3 separate regions of the Mus musculus genome follow, and all the other regions are linked to region 2. A link is a contact called in public HiChIP or PLAC-seq and Micro-C data. All regions are on one chromosome and are shown on one strand. Each heading gives the region's core, a stretch centred on a gene start, on an enhancer-like site or on the middle of the called end of the contact. The rest is flanking DNA. Distances are from core to core; before and after follow the strand shown. Region 1 holds the start of Mettl8 (methyltransferase like 8). Region 2 holds the start of Gad1 (glutamate decarboxylase 1). Region 3 overlaps Myo3b (myosin IIIB).

What was found. A called contact is a pair of places that touch in the nucleus more often than the background predicts. HiChIP or PLAC-seq counts read pairs in DNA pulled down with a chosen protein or histone mark.
Region 1: a contact with region 2 is called in a Micro-C map of embryonic stem cells, with 5 times the contacts expected there. The contact joins the promoter of Mettl8 here to the promoter of Gad1 in region 2. A contact is called at or near these places in 2 of 484 Hi-C or Micro-C datasets (both in embryonic stem cells) and 1 of 9 other capture datasets (embryonic stem cells).
Region 3: an H3K4me3 HiChIP or PLAC-seq map of embryonic basal ganglia shows a contact between it and region 2, with 6 times the contacts expected there. The contact joins the enhancer-like site here to the promoter of Gad1 in region 2. A contact is called at or near these places in 3 of 39 promoter capture datasets (the C10 cell line, hippocampal neurons and neural stem cells), 1 of 15 datasets of contacts at CTCF or cohesin (large pre-B cells), 4 of 484 Hi-C or Micro-C datasets (CD8 T cells, cortical neurons and cumulus cells), 22 of 115 datasets of contacts at active chromatin or transcription factors (the NIH/3T3 cell line, VIP interneurons, bone marrow-derived macrophages and 13 more) and 4 of 9 other capture datasets (adipose tissue, embryonic stem cells, liver and 1 more).

Annotation. Positions count from the first base shown.
Region 1 is chr2:71,052,951-71,057,028 of GRCm38.p6, reverse strand. Mettl8 (methyltransferase like 8) reads left to right here and starts at 1,423. Exons shown (of 10, transcript NM_145524.3): 1 at 1,423-1,658. It overlaps Dcaf17 (DDB1 and CUL4 associated factor 17), which reads right to left and starts at 1,285. Exons shown (of 14, transcript NM_001165980.1): 1 at 910-1,285; 2 at 431-534. The coding sequence starts at 1,035.
Region 2 is chr2:70,559,898-70,564,318 of GRCm38.p6, reverse strand. It overlaps Gad1 (glutamate decarboxylase 1), which reads right to left and starts at 2,190. Exons shown (of 17, transcript NM_008077.5): 1 at 1,987-2,190; 2 at 409-551. The coding sequence starts at 487. Gad1os (glutamate decarboxylase 1, opposite strand) reads left to right here and starts at 962. Exons shown (of 3, transcript NR_040496.1): 1 at 962-1,060.
Region 3 is chr2:70,166,355-70,171,010 of GRCm38.p6, reverse strand. The region is part of intron 8 of Myo3b (myosin IIIB); the gene reads right to left. Among named protein-coding and RNA genes, the nearest start is that of Myo3b, 130 kb to the right of the region's middle. Within about 2 kb of position 2,185, at least 39 of the 459 cell types and tissues checked have an H3K27ac peak or open chromatin away from gene starts, as enhancers often do. A contact at or near this core is called in cortical neurons, embryonic basal ganglia, hippocampal neurons and 2 more, where this site is marked.

The sequences.
Region 1 (4,078 bases), core at 174-2,673, 490 kb before region 2:
TAAATACTATTTATCTACAAATACTATACTTTTGTTTGAACATTTTTTTTCTCTTGGGAAAAAAAAAAAAGTACTTCTAAAACAAAATGCCTGTCTCCTAAGCAGCATCTAATTATTTCACAACCCATTTTCTGGACTCTGATCTTTAAATGGGTATAAAACAGCAAACTGTGCTGAGAAACGTATTATTTTGCCTGTGCTATAATTTTGTGTGAAATAAAAGTATTTACAAAGATGAAGTCCGAAACTTTAGACTTAACGAGTTTTTAAGATCACATGCATTTTCCACCTAGTTTTATTATGGACTCATTTTTTTTTTTTTTTTCATCTTCCAATTTCACTAAGTACTAAAGAAGCCACGTGGTTCTATAAAAACTAGGGTCAGGTGGATTATAGCAAAAAAAAAAAAAAATCATCACCAAGAATTTACCTGCTGACACAGCACCGGTAATTGTCAAAATATATTCTTCCTCTCTCATAGGCTATAGGTGACTTGGAATGAGTTGTCCAAACATTCTTAAATTTAGTACTCTCCTGAAAGACACAAAGAATTTCAGTTTAGGAAAGAACTCAGTCCCCTGCTATGGAACCATTTTCGGTGGGTAGTTGAAATCTACAGTTTTAAAGTACATTGTTTCTCCTTTTTTTTTTTTTTTTTTCTCCCTCTGCCCATAGATGTCGGTTTAGTTGGATGCCCAAGTTTTGAATCGATTGTTTGCAGGAAGGCAAAAGAAGCTTTTTAAAAACTACGCCAGGCGGCGGACCTGAGTACCTATTTTCTAATACCCTAATTGCGGGACACGGATGCCCCTCCCCACGTAAGACCCTCAAAGGGGTATCAGAGCGCGTAAAAAACTGCAGCCCGGCAGGAGGTTGGACCCCGGGCACCCCGACTTCGGCGGGCGTCACCTGGCACACCAGCGCCCGCAGGATGCCCAGGTTCGTCCTCTGCACCACGCCTGCGTCGCGTGCATAGAAGCCCAGAGCCCGGCGACTCAGCCTGCGGCACACATTGGCCTTCCGGGTCCGGCCCATGGAGACTAGGGGTCCGCAGGGCCCAGGAGGGGCGCGCCCCTCACTTCCGCGAGGGGTGGCAGCCGCCACCTGCGAACCTCAAAGGAAGGCTGACGCGGGACCCCGCGCTGGGGACTCGGGGCAGAGATCAAGAGGTAGCGACACACGGATTTGACGCAAAGGAACAGAATCAACGGCGCCTTCCTGGCCCTTCTTTCTGCTCTCGGGATTAACGCTGCACCTCGCGGCCCTCCGTATCCACTCCCTCTCCCGGAAATGTAGTCCCCTTGGCCTTTTCCGCCCCTATGGCTTCTTTTTCAGAACTACAATTCCCGTCAGGCAGAGCGAGGGCTGGCCTGGCCCCGCCCCACCCCTCCCTGCCCCTAGCCCGCCTCTCCTGGCCCTAATAGGCTGCGCCGTAGGGCTGCGCAGTGGGTCGGGTAGCCTTCCGGGCTGCACGCGGTAAACCTGGATAGCTTTGGTGGGTGCTGTGCAGCCACCTGGTGGTGTCGCTTCACCTGTGTGTCCCAGGAAGCAGTCCCTTTCTGCCCTGGTCGTGGGACGACTGCCAACCCCTCCTTTGGCCCTGCAAGGCTCTGGCCACGCGTCCAGAGGGGCGTTGTGGCCAGTGGGACCCTCCAAAGGTACGCCCCGTGGCTTTCCCTCAGCCGCACTTGGGACGTTGTGGATGAGGTTGACTTCAACATTTAGTTGTGTAACCACTATGCTTTTGTATGGTAATTAGTGGTGAAAGTTGCTGTTTTTCCCATCAAAGTAGGATTGAATTTCTCCTTCCCAAAGGCTCGTCCTTGTGTGGCCAGCGGGGACCCTGACTGGTTTTGTGGTAATTGCTGTGTTTTCTTCCTCCTTCCATTTTTCCCCCTTATAGGGAATAAAATATGAAATGTTTGCATTCTTATTGAACTGCCTAAGATAATCCAGGTTGACTTCTCTAAGTAAAAAATAACATTCTCTGTGAACTAGCTCAGCCTGCGTGTTCAAAATTACTAACATACTAAAAATTTCCGTAACTGTATACCAAATGCGACCCGTAACCTCATTGTAAACCCCTTTAGTGTGGTGTCTGCATCTCCCACATAGACTTAATAGACTTGGCATGCCACTCCGTGATCTTAAGTGCTTAAAGAAAAAGTCAGTAAGCACACCAGCTTTCTGATCGACAGAAGTACAGTACAGGATGGATGTGCTGGATCAAACGTTAGCCGTTTCATTTTGTTGTTTTAAATGGAAAACTCTTATACCCTTGATGCATTTCCTTCGGGGTCTGGCTTTTTTGTTTGTTTGTTTGGTTGTTTTGTTGGAGGTTTTTTTTTTCCCCCCCTGATATTTCATGACCTGCTTATAGCATACGGTGGAGTGAGTGCTTTGTATATTTTTAGAAAGCTCCACAATAGTTAATTTGGTCATTCATGAATGCAGCTGTCACTGAAATGCTGGAACCCAGAAAAATATAGCTGGATTTTCTTTGGCTGAAGCGAAATGCAAATCATTGCTGAATTGCACTCATCATTTCCTTTTTGTCTTTCTTGTCGCAGCTCTTGTCTTTCTGTGCTCTCCCACCATGGCTGAGCTTTGGTTTCTGTGCTTGTTTTTCACATGACTTCTAAGATGCCACTATGCTCCACTATTACCACAAAAACAGTAGCAAGTAGTGGGCATATTGTGATCATACCTTCCGCGCATTCACTTTAACATATTAAGTCCCAACAACTGGATGCAGACCACCCATTCAGACATGAGGGCCATGCCCCTCACTTGCTGCTCTACTGTAATGGCGCTGTCTTTCTTGGTTTGGACCAAAGTCCCCCCAGTTTCTCCCAGGTCTGAATGCTTAACCTCTGGAAACTCTGTGCGCTTGAGAAGACTGTTTACTTGCTTCTCCTTCACGTCCACTCTTACCAGGGTGGTACTTCAAGGCCAGTTGCCTCTCAGTGTTTTTCAGGTTTTTCCACGAGGCATCAAGCTTGGCCCCTAAATCATCATAGTAAGTGGTTTCTTTCCTCACAGTCGACAGCCAGTGAGCTGGCTGAGGGACTGCACAATATTCACGGCTTGGGCAGTCCCCATTCTTACCCGGCCTTCTGAATGCTCCCTTCCTGTGCTATTGATCTTACCACTGGGATCCCTAAGGAGAGTCATTAGACCATCTCTGCCTCTCCCACAACCAAGTACTTTTGATTCTATTTCTGTCCAGTCTTTTCATCCCAGTAGTTTTATGCCTTCCTGTTTTCTATCCCATTATTAATTAGCCTTCTGATTGTTCTTCCTGCCTACACTTGGAGACTCTCGATTCCCAACCTGCCGCAGCCTTTTAGAGAGTGATTTCACTAATGCACAAAGCTGTCACATCATTCTTAGTGGCTCCTAGTTACCCACCACAGAATGTCTCAAACCAGAATCCAACCTAGAGTCTTTCATTGTTAAAGTATTTTTGGTATGTTAAATGTATGCAAATATAAAACCATATATAAAACCCTATGTAGCTTTTGTGCAACTATAATAACCAGGCTTTTTGTGAACTAAGTGAAGCAGAGCTATGTAACCAGTAAATTCAAGTGCACACTTATTCTTTTTGTTTGTTTGTTTGTTTTTGCTTTTGTTTTTGTTTTTGTTTTTCCGAGACAGGGTTTCTCTGTATAGCCCTGGCTGTCCTGGAACTCACTCTGTAGACCCAGGCTGGCCTTGAACTCAGAAATCCGCCTACCTCTGCCTCCCAAGTGCTGGGATTAAAGGCGTGCGCCACCACTGCCTGGCTAAGTGACCACTTACTCGTTGTGATCATTTGTACTGTTTTACTGGACCTTAAAAATCCAGAAAGCAAATCCATCTGTCCTGGCCTTCTTGGTACACTTCTCTTGCATTGAGACCTATATATATTTTTCTAATGTTACAGATTAATCAGTGCTCCTAGTATTTATTTAACTCACGATGAGACTTTCCCTTGCTCAATGTGCCTTGACTTTCTTTGACCTTCCCTGGACAACATCATTTACATACAGTAAGTGTCCTAGTTACTTTTTTTCTATTGCTGTAATGAAACACT
Region 2 (4,421 bases), core at 941-3,440:
GAGGAAAGGAGAGGAGGAGGTCAGGTTTCATCTCAAACCTAGAGCTAGGAAACTGTTCTCGCTGAGACTCCGGGTTCCTCACACTACCCCTCTGTTCTGACCCCTGTTGTCCCGCCAGACACAAAAACACAACACAGCTCCTTGAACGTCTCTGCCCCTTAGACCCCAAAGATCTTTCTTGCCCGGCCCTTGTGAAGTCCTCGCTGCTCTTCGGTGCCCTGGGAGTAACCTCGCGTCCCTGGCAGCCAAATGACCTCTAAGCAGGAACCTGGAATAGGGCCCCATTTGTTTCTCAGCCTCCATCATTTCTACGCTCTCCTTTCGCGTTCCGACAGCGCAGCCTCCCGCAGTGCCAGCGCCCCCACCCTCGCTGCAGTCCATTTAATAGGAAACTGGGGCAGGACCTACTTGTAGGGCGCAGGTTGGTAGTATTAGGATCCGCTCCCGCGTTCGAGGAGGTTGCAGGCGAAGGAGTGGAAGATGCCATCAGCTCGGTGGTCTTGGGGTCTCTACGGTTCAAGGGTCCCCCGCAGACTGGGCGCAGGAACAGGCTGCAAACAGAAGGGAGAGCTGTGCCGGGAGAGCTTCTAGGTCCTGCGGCCCGGGGCACCGAAGTCTCGGAGACAGAAGGGAGACCAAGGGCAGCGAGCTGGCTGGGTCCTGGTGCGCGGTCGGTGGGAGGGGGTGGGGAGGCGCTCGCTAGCTCTGGGACTGGGGCGCAAGCACAGTAGCCCCGGGCGACTCTCAAGTCTAGAGGCGCAACGGGGTGCTCCGAGTGAGGCTCACAGCTAAGGGGCGCCGGAGGCGGGTGCAGGACGCGAGGGATGGGGTGAGGATAGGGCCAGGAGCACTAGGGAGCACTCATCGAGCAAATTCCAGCCCAGCCGAGACAAGCCCCATTGGGCTCCCAGCAGCCTGGTGAACGGGCAGAAGAGGAGGGGGGAGGGCGTGCGGGGCGGGCACGTCTGGTTCGGTGTCTGGCTCCCGTTGTTGTGTCTGGCCAATTCCTTGGAAAGAAGGAGGCTCACAGCGCCGGGGACAGGGACTTTGGTGAGACAAGGTGAGAAGAAATAGGTCCTCCGCCCCTCAGGACTTGACCCGCTAAGAATCAGTCACCTTGCACTCCAGACAGCCAAAAGGCAGCGTGTCGAAGCCTTGCTGATCAGTTTCTTGTCCCACCTCGTTTCTAGCTTTCTCAACCCTAGAGCGAGGCTCCGTCCCAGATTCACTGTTTCTACTCTACCTAGTCCCCAGAGTTCGTTTCACTGAGCCAGAGAAGGTGGCAGAGGGTAAAAAGGAGACCGTCACCCGGTGGCGAATTTGCGCCTAGGGCGCAAGAGACCTCGGATAGAAGAGTGCGCGGTTCCCCTATTTGGTGTTTGTTCGTGGACAGAGTGAGGGAGAGAGGGCGAGAGAAGAGGAAGAGATGGGGAGAAGGAGCGGGCGAAAGAATGAGAGGAGAGGGAGGAGAACGGTAATCTGGGTAAATCTAAGACCCCGCAGAGCGCAGCCCACCAGCCGCCTTTTGCGTGTCGTCCCTCGGGCCGAGCATCTGTCCCCCCCCCCCCCCGCAACCTCCGCGCGCTCTCGCAGCTCCGCGGGCGGCGGTGGGACGCGGGTGCTGGGGAAGTAACAGGTTATCGCTCCTCGCACCTTCTGCCGCTGCTACCCAGGCGCGTATCCGACAGCCGTGAGCTCCGATCCCCCAAGCGCAGGCAAAAAATGGCTCTGGGGTCACTTCAGCCCTTATGTGTCCTCCCGAATGAAATTGATAAGGGTTTCAAGAGCGAGGAGGGTAGGGGATGGGTGCGCCAAACCACAGCTGCGACAGGACTGGCGGGAAGCACTCGGCTGTGGAAGGTGGGCGACAGGCGCGTGCTGGTGGGGTGAGGCAAAGGGCTGGACAAGAAGCCGCAGGCTGAGGGCACCGGGTTGAATAACCGAGGCGGGGCTCTGGCAAGTCCGGGCGATCCGGTATTTACCCACCTCGGTTCAGCGACAGCGAGCTGGACCCTCCCGCGACTCCTCTGCGAAGCGTCCCGGGGCTGGGCTGGGCTCGGCTCTGTCACAGGAGTACGTGCTGGGTGTCACCCCAGGGCTGCTTCCTTGCTTGCACGATCCCTGGTCCGGCACGGGAGAGCCTGAAGAAGGGAGAGATCCGGAGAGGCGGCCGCTGGGCTTGGGGGAGGCGGGGGCGGAGTGGGGAGGCGGGGACCCGCTCGGCGGGGGGAATCACGAGGCCGTTGCTCGCGGGGGCAGCTCGTCCGCGGAGCGCTGGGGCTCCTTTGCAGGTGTCTGACTGCCTCTGGAGCTTTGTAGGGCGATTATAAATCCAGCTCACGGGTTTGCGACCAGAAAGGAGGGTGTGTGTGACAAAGTCCTATGAGTAATCCAGAATGCACTCAGCACGCTCTGTTTTTTGTTTGTTTGTTTGTTTTTTGTTTTTAAATTATTTTTGAGATAGGCGATGTTGGGTGAGGGCAAGGGAAAATATAATTCCTACGAAGAATTTTGTCTCACTGGGTGATTCTTCCTTCCCCTCTTCCTAGCCCTCCATCCCGTATCTTGGAGAAGACTAGAATATTTGCTTTGCCTTGATCAATCTCCTGTGGTTGTCCTGGATTGGCGATTCCAGAAGGTTTTCTCTGGGTGGTGTCCTAGGGAGCGCTCTACTGAGCCAGTATGGCTGTACAGGCAAAGCGGAGATGAGGGGACCACCCAGACAGACCCTGGAGTTTCTGCACTCCCGTTTCTTCTTCCAGTCCATCTCCACACTACCTCGTTCGAACACAGCTACCTGGCACCACAAGAGGCAAGGGGTCTATTTCCCTTTCTCTGAGCCCTCTCCCTGGAGAGGGGTAAAAGAAATCTTCGTAATTGATCATGTCTGAAGGTTAATAACACGCACGAGTGCCGCTCCACACGCCTGGGGCAGCAGAGCATGGAGGGTGGCTCCGGGAAGCCAGGACGGCACTCCGTGTCTTGGCCCGCTCTCCTCGCTTCTTTTCAGTTTCACGCTGTTCAATGATTCTCTCTTGGCAATATTTAAGCACATTACTGAGCGGGGTGAAGTCCCCCACCATAAAAAGGCGGTATTGGAAAAAATTTCCACCAGAGGGCGCCAAACACACAGAGACCCCGTGCTGGCGGCCTTTTCCCTGGTGCGCCCTAGACAACACCTGGAGATGCCCGAAAGGCTCTGTAACGGCCGGCCTCTTCTAGCCTTCTCGCCGCTACCTCCTGGCTTTCTTTTTCCTCTCCCTCCGTTTCTCATCCTTTAGGGGCAAAACAAACTGGATTTTTGGGCCTGTCTGAGTGATGGGGAGTACTCTATGATCGCTTTACTCGTTTTCATAGAGATTTCCCTCATATTGTGGAGCAGCAGACCGGTTTATTCATGTGCACCTCTGGGTCTTCGATGGTTTATCCCAGGCCTGTCTCTTTTTTTGTGACCATCTTAGCGACTTTCATCACCACTCAACGGAAACATCAAAAACAAATAGTATAAATCACCGAAATTTTCGTGAGGGAGCTGGAAGCCTCAGGGCTGGGAGGATACGGTCTGATCAACAAAAGGGATTGAAGTAACTAAGCTGCTCCTTGCGACCAAAGAGAACATTGCTGTTTTCTCTGGGCCTCACATAAAAGCCCCCGCACATTTTAAAAACAAAAAGCACCCGAAGGGTGGGCTGAGCTGAGTTGGAACAGAAGTTCCCCTGCGATCCTGTTAGGTATGTATGTGTGTGTGTGTGTGTGTGTGTGTGTGTGTTTCACGAAGGAAATGGCCCCTCAAACCACGCACCTCAGAGCTTTTCAGAATATCTTGAAACTGTTTACGAGGAGGTAAACTCGGAGTTTCTTCCACGCCCCCTTTCCTGGCCTTCGTTAAAAGATATAGTGACATCAGTCAGGAATCTGGGTGTCACTGACTAATGTCAATCACTCAAGACTCGCTGGTCAGGAGGGAGGAAGCATAAATCCTCCCGACCCTAAGTACCCACAATTCTGCCTAGGTGCGGCCTTCCTCTGTCTCCTTAATCTTCCTCCAAGACTCTGTAAAGACGCTTCACCTGTGGCACTAGATGGAGAAATTTTCAACCATGTCTTTCTTTGACAACGGAATTAAAAGCTCTCAATCCTAGGGCTTTAGCAAAATCCACGTGGAAAAGAAAAGAATATTCTACAATAGTAGATATCACAAGTCAAACCAGGCTGGGTCTCTCTATCTATCTATCTATCTATCTATCTCTCTCTCTCTCTCTCCCTCCCTCCCTCCCCCCTCCTTTCTTCCTCTCCTCTCTCCTTTATGACGGGAAGGAAAAGAATGAAGGCTTCTATTTGTCCTTAATTTGAAAGCGTATGAATAGTAGTAACCAATTGAACGATATTAGTGACCATTTGATTTATATTATCTTTGCATT
Region 3 (4,656 bases), core at 936-3,435, 390 kb after region 2:
ACTTCACCTATGAATACAGTAATAATTACTAGTAACCCTGTCAATCATAATCTGCTAAATCGGCTTTGGAGTCAGCTCTGAGTGAGCCCAGGCACCTGTCATCTAGAGGTCACATTTGCATTGGACTGCTTAGATTCTGAGAGATGAAGAGTATAAACTTTCCAGCTATGTGTCTGGACCAAGGTTCAGTCACAAAGAGAAGCCACGACTGGGCAAGCCTGGGTGCGTCAGTTCTGAAGTCACTTCCCAGATCCACTGCATGTTACCGACTGTTCTAAGCCTCGGTTCCATCTGATGTAAAATGGGATTGTAATGATGCATTCACTACAGAAATCAAATGAACATCAAAGCATGACTCATGAAAAACATTAAACAGAAGGTCAGGCAAGCTGGGGGTGTTCAGTAAGGGGAGTGAGTAACTCTTCCCATTTCTAAAGAGTAGAAGTGAATGGACAGACTTCACCTTCATTACGTCTCTAGGCTATTCCTGACACTGTGTCATAAATGTGTGAGGAATCAGGCTACAACACAAGCAGGCTCCCAGAAATCACAGACTAAATGCTGCTTCTTAGGCCTGATGCTTCCATCTTCAGAAGCCAAAGAAAAGGCAAATTGTGCATGCTATTTTTGGAGTACAAAACAGGAACAGATGAAGACAGCAAGAACTGTCAGATGCATGTAACCTGAAGCGTAAGTTGACAGTTCCCAAAGTTTGAGTAAAGGTCCTCCTGACCTGATCCTAATTCCCTGCAGCTAATGGGTTCTTGCAGAGAGAGAGAGTGTGTCTGGTGTCATAAAGTCCACGTGTATGGGACACCGATGAAGCACAGGACAGGGACAAAGCTGAGTGATGATGGACAACACCATGTCAACAGCATTAATGTGTCTTTTATTGTCATCTAACTCCAGAGAGTCGGTCCCAACCTCAGCAGCAGAGTTCTTGTAAACTCTCCATTCCAGACAGAACTCCTGCGGTGGAACGCTGTCCTTAGGCTTAAGACAGCCATGCCCCTCATAGTCAGAGAAATGTGAATATCCAGAGGAAACCTTCACAAGACTGAACCTGTTGATGGTCCCTCAGAGAGAGAGAGAAAAAGGATTTGGGGATCACCTGACTCTCACCTGAGATTCTGGCCATGCCCACCCTCCTGAGCCTCCTTTCCATCCATAGGTATTTCCATCCCATTGGCTTCAGGTACTAGAGATTGTGGGGTTTAAGGAGGGCACTCTACCTATGAAGCTTTTGGGGGGCCATCACCCTTCACTCAGGCAGGATATTTTGGTGCTGCAGCTGTTAGGGCAGTCACCCAAGCCCGATGAAGTTACTGGATCACAGGCGACATATGGGAATCCTTTCTTTGGCCTCTCATTGGTGTCCTACCTGGAGTGAAGAGATAAGCTTCCCCTCCGAAAAGCTAATGCAACATTCCCCAGCTGTGAGAACTCTCTCAGATCTTAGTCTCCCGTCAGGACCTCTCACATCCCCAAGCTATCGCCAGACATTTAGCTTAAAATACATAGTTCCTTACTTGGATGCTCATGAGTTCCCTAATACTTCATTGGATTGCCTATAGCAGTAGAGGACACTCTTGGCTGGGAGCTGAAGGGGATGAGATTTTGTATGGCCTCTCCTTTCCTAACCATGGTTTGTTGTCCCCAATAAGTCAAAGACCTAATGAGAGGCGATAGGGCACCACACACAAAGGAATGCAGAGCACCGAGGATGCCTAGAGACCAGCTAGAGGATGGCCGAGCCATGGCTCGGTCACAAAGGTGCTCCAGGACAGGGGGTCAGAGGGAAGAGGGCAGTATACAAACTTGCCAAGATGAGCCTTCCCACAGATGTTGGCTCCTCTGGGACTTCCTGACAGCTGCCACTTGAATACATGCAGGAGTTAATGAAACTGAGCCTATTTAACCCCCATCTAAGCAAACAGGAAGGTCAGGTGCTGCTCAAGGTTATGAAGGCTTTCTGGGGAGAGGTGCTTAGCAGAATGTGGTCACACTGCAGAATTCTAAACTGCACACTAAATAAGCATAGCCAAATTCAAACTCTGGGAGGAGCATGGACAGCTATTTTTCTGGAAATGGAGGGAGGAAGCACATTCCCCACCCCCTACTCGGTAGGCTTCTGGTTCCTTAGAACCACCCAGACCCTTGTTCTCTTTCCTGGGCCAATAATGAATGGCAGTAATTACCAGTGTGGGCTCTGCGTGAGTCACGAGGCAGTTCTGGCTTTCTCTCCTTGCAATTCTGAGCCGTGTGTGTGTGTGTGTGTGTGTGTGTGTGTGTGTGTGTGTGTGTGTTACGCACAGCTATTGAAGAGTAGAAAATGGATCACAATTACATTCTGGCTGCCTTTTGAAGACTTGATGGACAGCTGGAGAAAAACCTTCCCGCAGCTGCCAGGATGAGAGGGTAGCCAAGGGGTGGGCATGGAGAGAGGAAAGAAAAGAGATCCTGGAGGGAAAACTATCGAAATGGCGTCAAGTCTAACCCCCCACCACCCGGGAATACTTTTAAAAAGCTGGAGCCGCTCACATTAGAATGGAACCTGGGGTCCAGGCAGCTATGTTGGAGCTTTTCTTTAAGGACATTCTGAGTGCAGAGATGTGGTCAGCGGCTCAGACAACAGACAGCTCACACTCAGAGGGAGACTGGCCCTGAGAACAGGTGCCACTGCAGCTTCAAGTCAAAGGACTCAGCTGCAGTCCTTCCCCTTCCAAACACAGTGGCATTTCCAGGCTGAAGCTAGCAGGTTCCTCAGTGAGTTTAGGGGAGAGGATTTTGAGATTCCTCCCTTCCGTGATTGATGATGGGGGGATCCCCTTGTGTCCTTACTGAGCACTGCAGGAGCACTCCCCAGTCATACTCAGGCTGATACAGGGTCAGCCGCACAACTCACATGCACAGGGAGTCCAGACCCTTGTTTGAGAGGAAGCCGGAACCTAAACTAAATACAGTGTGCTATGACGTCTTACCTGCTCATTCCTGTTTTGAAATGGCTCATCAGAGCAAGAGGACAAAGGCAAAATAGGAACCCGAGATGCCGATGTTCAGTAAGAAATTCACTTTTAGTTGACAAAATACTCTGGAATATCTTGCTTCCTGTCACCCAAAATGAGACAGAACAAAACAAGCAAACACTCTACAATTTTGAAAAGCAAGGATGGCGGTTATTAACAATAGAGGAAGGAAAATGGTAACATAGTTACTACTCTTATCTAAGACAAATACCATCTCTGTGTATAACTCTGGAACGTTTGTAGGTATGGTTGGAAAAATCCTCACACTGTATAAATCACCCAAGAGGTGTAGGTGCAGCCAGAACTCAAGCAATTACAGGTCAGAGTGCTCCCCCAAGTTGCTGGCAGTTGTGGTTTTCCTGCCACAGGGAACAACCATCTAACCAGACCTTAAGCCTTGCAGGAAAGGGTTAATGAGGGCTTTCATCAAGTGCCCATGTAAACCAGTCAGAAAAGTCTCTCTTATCCTAGCTCTTGCAAAAATTAACATTTTGAATCCTCCCAAACATCCTTGCAATCAGGGTTTGCTGCAGTGACATTCGCCCACTGATTTAGCTTAGATCACAATGAAAGCACTTCCTTATTAATCACCAAACGTCAATACTTCCATCAATGGGGTTGGAACATTTTCCTCGGCTTAAGACAGTGTTTATCACAATTGCTGAATGGTTTTTTTCTCAGTAATGTGCTAAACATATAGAGTAGAACTTTAGTGAAATCCAGGGTCTGAATTAAATATTAGTGCTCCACCCTTGAAAAGAAACAAACCATCTATGGGGTTCCAGTTGGACAAGACAAAGAAGGATCTCTGTCACATGTTATCTTTCTACTACTGTCCCATGGAACTAGTATAAGAATTCTTACTGCTGTGACAAAAACAAACAAACAAAACCAAAAAACAACAAAAAAGAACCCAAAAACACGTGCCAGAAACAAGCGGAAGGAAGGAAGGAAGGAAGGGAGGGAGGGAGGGAGGGAGGGAGTGAGGGAGGGAGGGAGGGAGGAAGGCTGGTTGGTTTTAGTTCATGATGTCAAAGAATTCCATCCACGATCTCTTCAGTCAGTGTATTTGGCAGGAGATTGCAGTAAGAACATGAAGGAGCTACTCCCTTCTTGGCAGAGAAGAAGCAGAGAGCAAACTGCTTCCAGTGATCTACATCCACCAGGTATACCCACCTCCAAAAGCTTCCAGAACCTCCCCAGATACTACCATGGCTCAGGAGCAAGTATTTAAGATGAATACATGGGGGGGGATTTAATATGCAAAACATGAGACTATCTCAGAGATATTTAAGAGGAAGGGATTCATGGGAAAACACAGCAAACCTGAAGACCTTTGTCTATGAATAAAACAAATAACACAAATGTGGTGGAAAGGACAGAGATGGAATAAGATACTGTTGGTTACAAAAAAGAAACTTCCAAGTACCAAATCAGTATTAGAAAATAAGGACAGATAGTCCCAATCCTGATTCTAAACTTCTACGTTAGGAAGCAATACCCGTGAAACCTGTGTGGTGTTGCCATAGGAACCGACATCCAGATCAGTGGGACAGGACTGAGTCTAGGAACAATCCCAGCTATGTAGGTCTGATTGGTTTTCAACAGGAGTGCCAAGATAAGTCAATTG